2 separate regions of the Podarcis muralis genome follow, and region 2 is linked to region 1. The links are chromatin contacts, called in public Hi-C maps. All regions are on one chromosome and are shown on one strand. Each heading gives the region's core, a stretch centred on a gene start, on an enhancer-like site or on the middle of the called end of the contact. The rest is flanking DNA. Distances are from core to core; before and after follow the strand shown.

Region 1 (6,782 bases), core at 1,801-4,300:
AACATTAGAAGATGTCAGGCCCACCACATGCTCTCTTGACCCTTGCCCATTTTGGCTTTTAAGATCTAGCAAGGAGGAACTTGATTAGGCGGATCAAGGAAATGGATTATGTCTCACTTAGAAGTCGTAGTGCATTCCTTCCTGAACCATCCAGTCACATATCCCATTCCTGGGCAAGATAGCAGTGTGAGACAGCTCGCCAACTACAAACATTCCAGGATAAAATTAATTATTCAACCTAATTTCAGTTTGCCTTCAGATCGGTATGGCACTGAAACAAACAATCTCGGTCATCCTTAAAGGACTGCTCCCATACAGTAGTATTGGGGGACATCTGCTCAGCTTCATGGCATTCATATTGTCCCCCATTCACTTTAATGGAAACCAGCAGCCATGTGTGGACCAGGACAGCCTGGTGGCAATGACCACCAACCAACACACACTCTACCATCTCTCAGTTGAATTCCTGCAACACACTCTACATGGAGCTGCTTTTCAATATAGTCCAGAAGATGCAGTTAGTGAAGAATTCCACTGCCATGTTTTTACATGGGGTAGCAAGAAGAACTCTGCACAAGGCCCAGTTCAAGAGTATGGACATATAAGGCCCTGTACAGTCTGGGGCACTAGTACTTTTATTTTATTTTTATTTATTAAATATTTTCTTGATTTACAAAGGTCTGTGCAATGTCTCTCTCCCGTATCCCCCCCCCCATGTAATATTTTTTACAAATCAGTTTCATTTGTTAAGACATTAGGAAGAAAAGGGGGAAAGAGGTGGAGGGGGGAAAAGATGGGTGGGGATGTTTCTATTTTACTTAATATATGTAGGGTTTGGTGTCTGGCACTAGTACTTTTAGAACACCTCCCCAGATGCTGCTGCCCAGGACTGACCTGCTGGGAGCCTGAAGGGCCCTGCCCTGCCTCTCTCCACCTGGCTTGGGGCGGGGCCTGACAGGCTCCATAAAGGCCTGCTGCTGCTCCACAGAGAGGGCTCCTTTTTTAATTTGTTTTTATTTTTTATCTATGTCATTTTAAATTGTAATTGATATTAATGTTGTATTTTTTAGTTTTAGATTTTATTTATGTGGAAATTGTTTTCCATTTGGTTGTGTACCTTTTGATGTGTTTTATTTATTGTTTATGATTTTTGTTATGTTATGTTGGTAATTGTAAGCTGCCTTGAGCATTGTTTTAACTATGGAAAGGCGGTATAGAAATAAAATGGTGTGTGGGGGGGTGATAATACCTTCCAACCTATGCTTGGGAGAACTTGTTCATGATGCCACTGGTAGGCAAAGACCAAGGAGTAGGGGCATAAGGCAGGGACTTCTTGGTGGTGCCCCCCCAACATTATGGCATTTCCTCCTGACTGAGATTCAGTTGTCCCTGTCCCTCCACATTGCCAACAACCAGGTGTAAAGTTAAAACATTTTGCCACCCTGGGTTGCCACCCGGAGGTGAGGGGTAGGTATTTAATGAATAAAACAGGTGTCAACCTAGCAGTTCGAAAGCACATCAAAGTGCAAGTAGATAAATAGGTACCGCTCCGGCGGGAAGGTAAACGGCGTTTCTGTGCGCTGCTCTGGTTCGCCAGAAGCGGCTTAGTCATGCTGGCCACATGACCCGGAAGCTGTATGCCGGCTCCCTCGGCCAATAAAGCGAGATGAGCGCCACAACCCCAGAGTCGGTCACAACTGGACCTATTGGTTAGGGGTCCCTTTACCTTCACCTATTTTAACAGAGTTTATTGCCTTCTACATTACATTCCAAACACTATTATCGTTCTGTTTTATTTATTTTAAATTACGGTTTTGTGAAATCTGTACAGTGGTACCTCGGGTTACATACGCTTCAGGTTACAGACTCCGCTAACCCAGAAATAGTACCTGGGGTTAAGAACTTTGCCCCAGGATGAGAACAGAAACCACACGGTGGTGGCAGCAGGAGGCCCCATTAGCTAAAGTGGTGCTTCAGGTTAAGATCAGTTTCAGGTTAAGAACGGACCTCTGGAACGAATTAAGTACTTAACCTGAGATACCACTGTATTGTGTTTTTAAGATTGTTGTTAGTCACCCTGGGCTCCAGCTGGAGGAAGGGCGAGGTGAAAGAATAACAAACAAACCCTCGCTGACAGCATTTCCTTCTCTTGTGCAAGTGTGTTTGTGTGCGCCCAACAACTGAGAACCACGTTCCGTATCTATCTCCCGTTAAGGAAAACTTCTGCCACAACGGATTTGTTGAAGTCTTTAAAAGGGCGCCACAGCATTTACCAAAACGCTGCCCGTAAGCCTCTCCCCTTCACTTATTATGAGCAGCCCACCACCCAGGCGTTGTTTCTCGCCCCCTCGCCCCCACCCCAGGCCAAACAGCGCTTCTCCCTCCCTTCCCCTAGTCCCGTAAACATCACCATGGAAACCCAACCCTCAGGCCGCCCCCGCCCCCTTGTCTCCGCTTCAGCCCCGGCGCCCCTTCCCCGCTCAACTCCTCTCACCTGCCGGCCGGCCGGGTTCCCTCAGGGAGCTGGCGGCGGGGGCGGCCCGTTGGGTCAGGGGCGCGTGCCTCCCCGCGTGCGGTTGCCAAGCCGGGGCCGCGCGCGGCGGGGCGGGGCCGCTGGCGGCGGGAGCCGGAGGGGTCGCGAGGAGGTAGTGGAAGGGGCTGTAGTAGTAGCCGCCGGGAGGCGGGGCGGCGGAGGCGGCGGCTCCGGCCATGAGCGCGGCCAGGCCGCTCTGCCAGCTCAGGTAGCCGCAGTACGAGTCCCACAGCCACTGGTGCACCCGCCGAGAGTACTCCCCCGCGCTCAGCGACTCCGAGGCGGCGGCGGCGGCGGCGGCAGTGTGGGCGCCGCCTGTTTCCTCAGGGCCGCCGCCGCCACCTGGGACCTCCTTGGTCTCTGCCATGGCCCCGGCCCGGTGCGCGGCCTTCTCCGCGGCGCCTGTCACTGCCCGCGGGCCTCACTGCGCAGCTGCAGGGCCATCCCGCTCCCCGACCGCGTACGCCGGATATATAACATATATCTGCGTGACAGGCCGAGCGTAACTTTCGCGGCGCCGGCTGCGTAGCTCTGACGTCACTGGCGGAGGCGGGGCTGAGAGAGAGAGAGAGAGAGACGGCCCAGAGGCACGGTTTGGAGCGTACCACTGCCTCTTCACGACCCTACGTGAGATGGTATCGCCCAGCTGCGCCGCTCGGTGTTTCTGGGGCTGGGCTTGCGCCCCGCCCGCAGCAGAGAAAAGAGAAGTACGATAAGGAAAAGAGGCAGGGCGGCCAAAGTCCTTGCACTGGAAGACGTTTCCTATCATCCCGAACCCCTGCGGTCTGCCATACCCCTTTGCAGGTGGGAATCAGAAGGCGCCGAGCTGCCCAGGATCACCAGTGCACTTAGAATAGCAACGTGTTTGACCTGTGAGCTTTGACCAGGCGTCCTTGCAACTTGCACATCCTCTTTTTTTATCTCCTTCAAGTTCTCTAGAAGAGGGGACTAAAGGTTTTCAGCGAAAGCAACAGGCAGTTGTACAGCGTTGCTGACCATGCCGGACTATGTTTTGAAGACTCGCCCAGATTATCTGAAGCAAACAGGGATCCCTTGGAAGCAACCTGTCCCCAGCTCCCTGACCCTCTGGGGATCCTTTATCCTCTCTTGCCTGGCAGCCAACGAGATAAACAAACGCCTTGTGTTGGGATAAGTTGGCACAGCTCTTGGCTGTAAGGCCAAACCTATTTTGTAACATCCTTTGTCCGTGTGTTTAGCTGGCTTCAGCTGCTTGACCTCATTTCTAAGTATTTTTGGATCAGACTTTGAGTGAAGTATTGCATTCATTGTGAGAGTTTTTGCTACAAGTTTGGGCTGCTTCGGAAAATCAGTGTAGAAAGCAAATGTGTTATCATTCTAAGAATCTAGTCCGCAATAATATAATAGTACTGTAACATAAGAAGATCCCTGCTGGGTAAGAACATAGGCCTATCTAGCCTGGCTTTCCATTCTTGCAGTAGCTAAGGAGAAGTATCAGGGAAGCCTACAAACAGGATATGAGCACAGCATCTTCCTGCCATTCCTAACCCCCAGCAGCCTTTACTTAGAGGCAAACTACCTCTGGTACTAGAAGTAATATACGGCCATTGTGACTACCAGCCTTATCCTCCACAAGTAATGGGTGGATATTCCTTTTTGAGTCAATGTGTTTAGGTTTGGTTTCAAACTGTAGTTCGGGTTGAGCATAGAAGTCTTACTGCCTAGTCCTATCAATATTTACTCTTGAGCTCAGGGAGGCTTACTCCCAAGTAAATGTGCATATTTGCAGTCTTAGAACTTAGCTGCAGTCCTATGTGCAATTGGGAATACCTCTGGGTGAATTTTCAGTGGAATTAATTAATATACAAACACTGAAGAAGAAAGTTTGCTCGAACAGTATATTGCCACTGCAGCAGGTAAAAGTAAGGTAAAGGACCCCTGGACGGTTAAGTCCAGTCAAAGGTGACTGCAGCATAACATTAAGACAGATACATTATTTTAATTCAATTGCACACCAGTGTAACCCTCATACTAGAGATGAACAGCAGCAACCTGCCATCCTCTTATAGGATCAGCAACTTTTTTATTTCTTATTCATATGTACTCCTTGGTGCTTAACTCTAACTTGATTGTGAGTATTCACATATATTCGAATAATTAGACATGAGACCTGAGTGATTGTTTTCCCTAGCTCTCCCTGTATTTGAATGATTGCCCTTAGAATTCTAAAATAGTGTCACGTTTTTAAAATATAAATGTCACAGCCCTCTTCAAGATAAAATTAACAGTATCATTTGTTCTTTTTTAATTTAACAAACATATTTTCAAAACTGTAGCTCTTCCCATTTTTTCTGAGGAGTGTTTGGAAATCGTTTACATTCTAGTGCTTATTCTGCCACCTAGTGGCTATGCAGAGTCAGTATCTCAACAAAGTATCTCAAAAAAGTAAAAGTCAGGTATACTGTATTTGCTTTTTTGCTTTATTTTCACAGTCATATTTGTAGATTCTGCTTTTAATTGCAAAGTGAGAACACAAGTTGATTCACATTTAAACACATAATTTCCCCAAGCATATGTTCTTTAAAGCCTTTTCTTATTGAGTATTTGCTGAAGGTGGTGAAAGCCACTGAGCCTCTTGGGCAGGGGTCGGCAAGGTTTATCTTGCCTGGGCCGGATCATTCTGCATCTGCGCGTGTGCAGATGTGATGTTCAGCGCTATGGAAGTGAGTCCCTGCACCACGCTGCGCCAGTTTAGCTCAGTGTGCGAGCGGGCAACTCGATTCAGGGGCGGCTCGTGGGCCAGTAAACGACCTCCATGGGCTGCTTCCAGCCCATGGGCCTTAGGTTGCTGACCCCTGCTCTTGGGCTTGCCAATCGGAAGGTCAGCGGTTTGAATCCCCACAACAGTTGAGCTCCCGTTGGTCTGTGGCAGCTCTTGCCAACCTAGCAGTTCGAAAGCACACCAGTGCAAGTAGATAAATAGGTACTGTTTCCCTGGATAGTGCGTGTGTCCTCAAGGTTCTCAATTCTTAAATCCGCTTAAATCACGTGCTCATCATTCATTATGTAATTTGAGAAAATTTGAAGATGCATTGGATACATATATCTTTTAACTTTCTTTTCCCTTCCTTACCCTCTTGTACATCCTGATCTGCCAAAATTCCTATTGGCAAGCTCCTTTGGTGGGGGAGTGGGGTTTGTAGTATGGTGCTTTGTGCCACACACATTGGCAACATATAAGTAAATAAATCACTAAATAATCAGATGGGCAAGGGCAGATTCTTTGTGTAATGTCTTCCTCCCAGCCTCTCCGTTTGCTGACTCTCGGCTCATACTCTGCTTAGGATCTTTTCAGTTGTGGCTTTGCAACATTGGGACACTCACCCCAGTGCAGCTCATCTGTTGTTAAGAAGACTGATTTCTTTTTCAGTTCCAGATGTAAATGCTTGTGAGTTAAATGCATCTTATTATATACACAAATCTCCCATAATTTTTGAACATGAAAGGCAATTTTTTAATAAAAAAACCTCTACAATGCATTATATTTAAACAAGTTACCATTTTATTTTTAGCCATGTCAGGTTTACTATTGAAAAATGACATGTACTAAACCCACAACAACATTATACATACAGATCAAACATCAGATAGCAAAATCTTATTCTGTGAGCACTATTTGTTGTAGTATCTATACAGTACTACAGTCAAATATAATTTAAAAATGAAGGAGTTACATATCTTGTAAGGTGCAGTAGGCACGATTTATATCCTGATCTAGCTTTGCAAGCATATTACCATTATTTCACTGTTACAAAGTAGTATAAGTAATCAAAATCAAAATGTATTGAAATCATACAACATGTACTGCACATCACATTAGTGTTACAAATTTAAAATATGGACCGTGTAAGTCAAGCCCATCTCCCAAAATACAATCCTTTTAGTCTGAGTTCAAAATTTATTCAGAAATAGTCTATGGCTTTTCTTAACGTACATTTTTGAATAAATGCATGCATACCTTACAAATGGAAATAGAAACAGAAATACACCCTTGCCCAATACACAAAATAAGATATATAACTAGGATAACCAACTTCTGTATTATTAGGAGCCACTCTAATCTCCAGACAGTGGTCTGGAAGTGTATTTTATTGCAAAAGCTGGCACTCTCACAGATGGCGGCCAGGATGTATAATAAAATTGGTGCTATTCAGCAACACAGCCTTCACAATGATAGAGTGGATGTATGCAGGCAGAGGGGGGTACTACA
Region 2 (6,782 bases), core at 1,372-3,871, 160 kb before region 1:
AAAAATAAAGTATTATGACTACAAAACAATGAAAAGTGCAGTGTTCCTCTTTCAGAGCTTCAACAGTGCAGTGTGCACTCTTCCCCATAGTTTTCAGGCTCCCTTTCATGGTCCAAGCTCCCCTCCATGACCACTGCAATGCAATGCAGGAATATTTTACATATTATAAACATACTTAGAAATAGATTTTCAGGTGCCTCTTGAAGACTTTCATGGCAACAGTCCTTTGTAGCTGTTTAATTCTTTTATCAGTCAGTCACTTTAATGATTATCTGCGCTGTTTTACCGTAAATTGCATTTTGTTTTAAACTTGTACATCGCCTTGAATTTTAATACAATATATGGTTTTAATTTTGTTTTAAATGTATGTGCTGCTGTGTTTTTAACTACTTTTACTATACAATAGTATGAAATGCAGCTAATAAAATACTATTTTTTTTTACTAATATTTTATGTTATGGCATTATAAAAATACTTTTGTGGGTTTATAAATACATAATTTGACGCTAGAAACTTCCTGAACAGCAGCCATATCCAAAAGCGATCTGTTGCAGCAAAAACAAAGAGTTTTTTGTCACCTTAAAAGGCTACTCATTTATTATAAGTTTTTGGGTTCTAGAGTAATGCAGATCCTAGTCCACAAAGGACCAGGCCATCATAAATGTGCCAGAATGCAATCCTAACCATATCTATTCGGACGCAAGTCCTATGGAATTCAATCGGGCTTACTCTCAAGTAAGTGGGGTTAGGATTGCAGCTGCACAGAGCTAGCACATCCAGGCAGTTGCAAAACATGAGCGTTATGTCAGCCTTATGGAGCGTGTGTGTGTGTCGCAGCCTAGGTCTTTTAAGGTGCCCCAGGGCACTTTATTATTTCTGAAGCTAAGAGAGTTCTTATTTCCATTCATATGCTACAACACTCTTCTCTAAAAGACCAAATTGTTGTGCTATAAACATCTGCAAACCATAATTCTTCCACTATTCTAACCCACATTTGAGTGTAAAGTGCCATATCTCCTCTATGTTAAAATTCCAGAAGATTAACAATGTTTGGATGGGGTTTTTTGGGGGTGGGGTGGGGGAGTACAGTGCCCTGGCAACTTAAGTAAGTTTACAATTTCATAATGGCATAATCATTTATAGGCAAAGGGTCTAGTGCATTGTGTGCATGGAGCTTACTTATTGAATTTGCTAACATGAACAGTTAACAAGTTTAAATGTCTGCTTTCAACAAATCTGAGGCAAAGCTTATTAAAAATCTAATACAAAATGGCCATTCCTCTACACTGCAAAAAAGCTCACTAGCATCTTAAAATCTTCCTTATTTCCTCAGAAGAGAAACGTTTTAGCCAATATCCATCTACAAAAGGTTGATATGTAAAAAAATAATCATGAAAGTAAGTATAAAGGAGATACTAGACGCTTTTGAATCTCTGGCTACAGGATAGAAAAGTGAGGAATGGAGGAACTGAGATGCTATTTGGAGGATGAGGTGGAGGGAGAGAAGATGGGTTTGTAAACACTTGGGAAGCAGCAAATGAAGGCAGCAGTGCAATACCAGATAATATATTTGCAAGAGAAGACGTTTAGGTTTGAAAGTGTGGCCTGGGGCTCAGTGGCAGAACGCTTGCTTTGCAAGCAGAAAATCGCTGGTTCAGTCCCTAAGCATATCCAGGTACTGCAGGGAGAAACCCATGTCCAAAACCCTGGTCCCTGCAACTCAGAATATGAGCTAGGTGGGTCAAATGCCTGACGATGCAACAAAACAGTCTGAATCATAGGATCACAGAATTGTAGAGCTAGAAGTGACCACAAGGGTCATCTAGTCCCACCCCCTGCAATGTAAGAATATTTTGCACGCCTTGGACTAAGACCTGAAAGGCCTGGGTTCGAATCCCTACTCAGCCATGAAGCTCACCATGAGTGACCTTGGACCAGTGGCTGCTTTCCTCTCTGCCTAACCTACCTCACTGAGTTGTTGTGAAGATAAAACTGGGTGCGGATGGGGGTGAGGGAGAACCACGTCCCCCACCTTGAGCTCCTTGAAGGAAATGGTGGTATGGAAATATAATAAACAAACGAATGAATGAACGCTGCGAGTATAGGAAGTAAGGGGCGTCAATACACTACAGGAGATGAGGGAGTGCTGGAAAAAAATATAGACGATGGTGGGGGGAGAAAAGCAGGTAAGAAGGCAGCGGCCCAGAAATGGCACGTGGGAACGGGGAGCTGACAAGAACGGGTGATGCACGTGAGGAGGAGGAGAGCGCGAGGAGGGCTGGAAAAAGCGGCGGCCAGATTGGGCACCACAGGGAGGGAGAACCCCGGGCCACCGCTATAGGAACCGGTGAAGTAGGTGCAGAAGAGGGAGGCGGCGCTCGAGGATCGTCAGGAAAGCGGAGAAGGAAGCAGGGAAAGGGGGCGAGGCGGGTGAAGCGGGAGAGGGCGCTTGGGCGCCCGGCCGCCTCTCCCAACCCGGCGCGCAAACCTGCCTGTGCAGAAGTGGCCGGTGAGCAGCGCGGAGCTCGCTCTCTGCCAGGGCCGCCGCGACCGGCCAAGGGGCAACGACGACTCGGCGCGAGGGAGCTCCGCCCGGCTCGGCCCGCGCAGCCGCCGGCCCGCCCAGCCAAGGGGTGGGGAAGGGGAGGAGGAGGAAGCCGCGGCGGCGGCGGCGGCGGCCTCGGAGGCCCTAGAGCCGCTTGTCTTTCCCAACCTCGAGGCGCGAGCGCTGCGCAAATTGGCGCGTATTCCCGACTTGGCGTGCGTAATATTGCTGCTGGGATTTTGTTGCGCTGGAAACGCATCGGACTAAAACAGCCTCATCCGACCTAGGCGTCTTCAATTTGTAGTCCCCAAAAATCTGGAGGGCACCAGGATGGGGAAGGCTAGAGTCGCTAGACTAAAAGTGAAAACCTTGCAGGATATCGGTTTGACTAATCCTTTTACTGGCCTACTATTTCCACGATGTAAGCTTAAACCTGCTTATTTATGAGTAAATCCTACCTAGTGCAATGGTATTTACTCCCAAGGAGTAAAAAGCTTTTTAACTTTTTACCTGTGTTCTAGACAGCAAATTAGGATTTCAGATCGCTTGCCCTACCCAAAACACTACCCACCCGATTTTGCTTAATACCACTGGTCCAGCAACACAAGGAGCAAAAGTGGCAACCCAAACTATAAGGACACCAGTCACACTGACAGCATACCAAGTGGATCTCAGTTCTGTTACAAGCTGCGTTGCTGCTGAAATTTTACCATCTGCAGCACAGCCCTAAGCAAACTTTCCCGGGGCTGGCTGGGCAAAGCCTACGGCTGTATGAGGCCCTTCTCTCAATGTGTATGAAATGCCTGCCCCATAGAAGCCCACCTAGTCTTGCCTAGATGCTGTTTTGGGGAGGCTGCTTGATGTTTTATAATCCATGTCCAGAGTTTGGATACGAAGACACAAGGGTGCCTTATTTAGATGCCTAAAGCTGCAGTTCTATATAACACTTTCCTGGGAAATAAGCCCAATAGGTTTTCCTTTACTTCTTAGCAAACATGAATAGTATTGCCCTGTAAATAAAAGGCCCAGTAATTGGCTATTCTTAAATGTATTATTACATTTCAGAAAATAATCCTGTCACAGTCTTCATTTTACTTTATTTTTAAAACAAACCTGCCACATTCTTTTTTGTTACAAAAAGAGCTGGGGTTGTTCTGTTCATTTTGCAGCCTATGAGGCTTTTGCTTGAAAGAGACAATAGGTGGCAGACTTGGATCAGATTTCTTAAGTTTACAATGAACAGAACATGTTTGGGTGGCAGCTGTTGCTCAACCCATTATGGACTCCTCCTGCTGTAACAAACAGGTTTTATTGGTGTCACAAGATTCATAGGCTGGCACCCAAAGAGCTGCTTAGGCATGCCTATGTACATCTAATAGGTTGAGGAGTTTTTTTGGGGGGGAGGGATTTCACAACCCACTGGGGGCAGGGAGGAGGGGACAAAGTGCTAGCCTCATTTTCAAACCTGGTTTGGGAGAGGAATAATCAATAAATGCAAGTCCCCCTGGTACACATAGAAATAGTTGCATCTGGTACAACTCAAACTGCATCTGGTACAACTCAAATTAACCCTCATATTTTTATTTTAGAAGTTCCTGACAGAGAGGCATTATTCTGCCTTAGTGGCAGAATAACATGGCAACCCATCCAGAAAGTTATTAAAAGGTACAGAAAGATATTGCAGACAAGAGAGAGGACATAAAGGTGGATGAAATTCAGTCCCAAAGGACACCCTGTAATCTGCAGCTAAAGCCCAATCTTAAACATGCACACCTGCAGGTTAATCACATTGGAATCAATAGGACTCATTTCTCAGTGAACACGGGTATGGACTGGGCTGTAAGAAGTATTGCCACATTTCCCCATCCCCTTGAGAAAAGGCCCCAAGCTTTCAACAACTGCATAATGGGTAGAAGATAAAAGCTCAGAAACATACATACATATATATGTTTGCTTCTGTTGTGGCCAGATCTTTATTCATTTCTGTACTAAGAGCAAGTACGTGTTTTTGTGTGTGAGAGAGAAATAAAAGGGTGAAGCAAGGTTAACTTCATCACACACAATCCCTTCGGATTTGCTCTCATTTCTGGCTAGTGTTCTCCTCCTAATTAGCTCCTAATTAGGTAATTGGGCCTAGTTCCACACAGCCCCTCTGGCAACTTTCTCCAAGATGAAGCCGCCTCTTCCAGTGTAAAATGAGGGTGTTTTTGCAGTTCCGCAGTCTGAATTTTGCTGTTGTTCACATCCAGATCAATTCAATATACAATTCAAAAAAATTAACCCCACTCCACCCCCATTTCCTAGAACATAACTAAAACATTAACTCATATGTAGGCAGCATGGGAGCTGCTTTTAGTGTTGTATATGAAGAAAACATACAGTACTAATATGTCTGTGCCACTGTAGATAAAGGCATTAAGATAGTTAACCCAAGGTTTAAACTATAAAGGATACCATGAGTTTTAGTTCCAAAAATAGGATGTGTACTGTACACTGAGCTGTAATCGTCTAGGCATTACAACCTTAAATTGGTTTAATACTCATTCCCCCCCTTCCCAGGGAACCTTGGAACTACCCTTGTGAGGTAGGTCAGGCAGAGAGAGACTGTGGCTGACTCAAGGTCACCCAGTGAGCTTCCTGGCTGAGGGGGGATTTGAGCCAAGACCACCCAGATCCTAGTCCAGCACTCTAACCACTGTAACACACTGGCGAGATTTGCTAGCGGGGATGTAACATTTTCTACCTGCATGTAAAAATTAATTGGCAGGGCATAGGGGAAGACGATGCGTGGTTTACTGAGTTCAGCTACAGTGATGCTTAAACTAGTTGCCCATTTCAGGTGTATTTACAATTCTGGACGTTCAAAGTCTGAAGAGCCAGTGGGTATTGCATACCCTCCAAGTTTCCCTATTTCCCAAGGACAGGTCTGGAATTGCAAAAAGCCATCCTGGCTTCTGATCAGATCCCAGAATGTCCTTATTTTCCCTGCCAAGCTTGGGGAAGAGGATGAGCCAGCGCTTTTCCCGAGCAATGGTGGCAGAGGGAGAGCATCCTGTTGCCGCTACATGGCTGCCACTGCTGGCCTCCTTCCCTGAGCAGCTCATAGCAGCGGCTGGAGAGGAGGGTAAGGAGGAAAGGCTGTTGTTGGCAAGGCCCAACCTTGCGTGACGCACCAGCCCTGAGGTGCTGGCAGAGAACAGGGCTGCTCTAGGTGAGAAGAAAGGGGAAGCAGAGCAGAGCGCAAGGAATCATATACACACACACACACTTTGTCCATCCGCGTCTAATCTGGAACCTTTCTAAAATTTATTTCTTGGTGTTTCTTTTTGTAAATCTACCAAAGAATTAAATAAAATCAGGGTTAATTGCTTTTTTCAGGACAGTGGAGGAAGGGTGTGCTGTGTCCGATTGGTGTGGTGGAAATGGTCTGAGGGGACAAAAATGGGGGGCAGAAGAGGGTCAGTTGTGGGGAGTGATAAATGTCCCCATTTTCATCTGAGGCATGTTGGAGGGTATGGCATTGTGTAGTCGTTAAAGAGTGTCGGACTAGGACCTGGGAAATAAGGATTTAAATCATTGCTCAGCCAGGAAGTTCACTGCTTGACTTTGAGCCACTCACAATCTCTGGGCCTAATCTACCTCAGTGTTGTTGCTGTTTGTGAGACCTAGCTGCAGACTCCTTTTACTATCTGCCTTTCCCAGCCCAGTTACTTCCACTCACCAGATTACTTTCTATGCCCAAAGCAGGAAGACCAAAACACATCAGCAGAAAAAAGTATTCTCCCCCCTCCCCCTTCACTGGCACAGGGGTCTCCCTCCCTGCCACCTGGCTCCTAGAAAAGGCCACTGGCTTTTAAGGTTTACAGAACAGTTTTGCATCCCCTATGTTATCTGCAGAGTCAGACAATTGACCCATGTAGCTCAGGACACTAAAAGGCAGAGAGTATCCCAAAGTTATATTGTGGGATGGCAGAAACTGAGCCTGGGATCCTTTTGCATGTGAGGATATACAGTGGTACCTCGGGTTAAGAATTTAATTTGTTCCGGAGGTCCGTTCTTAACCTGAAACTGTTCTTAACCTGAGACACCACTTTAGCTAATGGGGCCTGCCGCGCTGCCACCGCACAATTTCTCTTCTCATCCTGAAGCAAAGTTTTTAACCTGAGGTACTATTTCTGGGTTAGCGGAGTCTGTAACCTGAAGCGTCTGTAACCCAAGGTACCACTGTAACCATTAT

What was found. Hi-C and Micro-C count contacts between places; a contact is called where the count stands out from the background.
Region 2: a Hi-C map of blood shows a contact between it and region 1, with 5 times the contacts expected there. The contact joins the promoter of TBC1D7 here to the promoter of FAM8A1 in region 1. A contact is called at or near these places in 2 of 3 Hi-C or Micro-C datasets (blood and tail).

Annotation. Positions count from the first base shown.
Region 1 is chr8:61,207,281-61,214,062 of rPodMur119.hap1.1, reverse strand. It overlaps FAM8A1 (family with sequence similarity 8 member A1), which reads right to left and starts at 3,050. Exons shown (of 5, transcript XM_028737690.2): 1 at 2,495-3,050. The coding sequence starts at 2,900. It overlaps CAP2 (cyclase associated actin cytoskeleton regulatory protein 2), which reads right to left. Exons shown (of 13, transcript XM_028737687.2): 13 at 6,052-6,782.
Region 2 is chr8:61,368,175-61,374,956 of rPodMur119.hap1.1, reverse strand. TBC1D7 (TBC1 domain family member 7) reads right to left here and starts at 2,621. Exons shown (of 10, transcript XR_003707691.2): 1 at 2,493-2,621.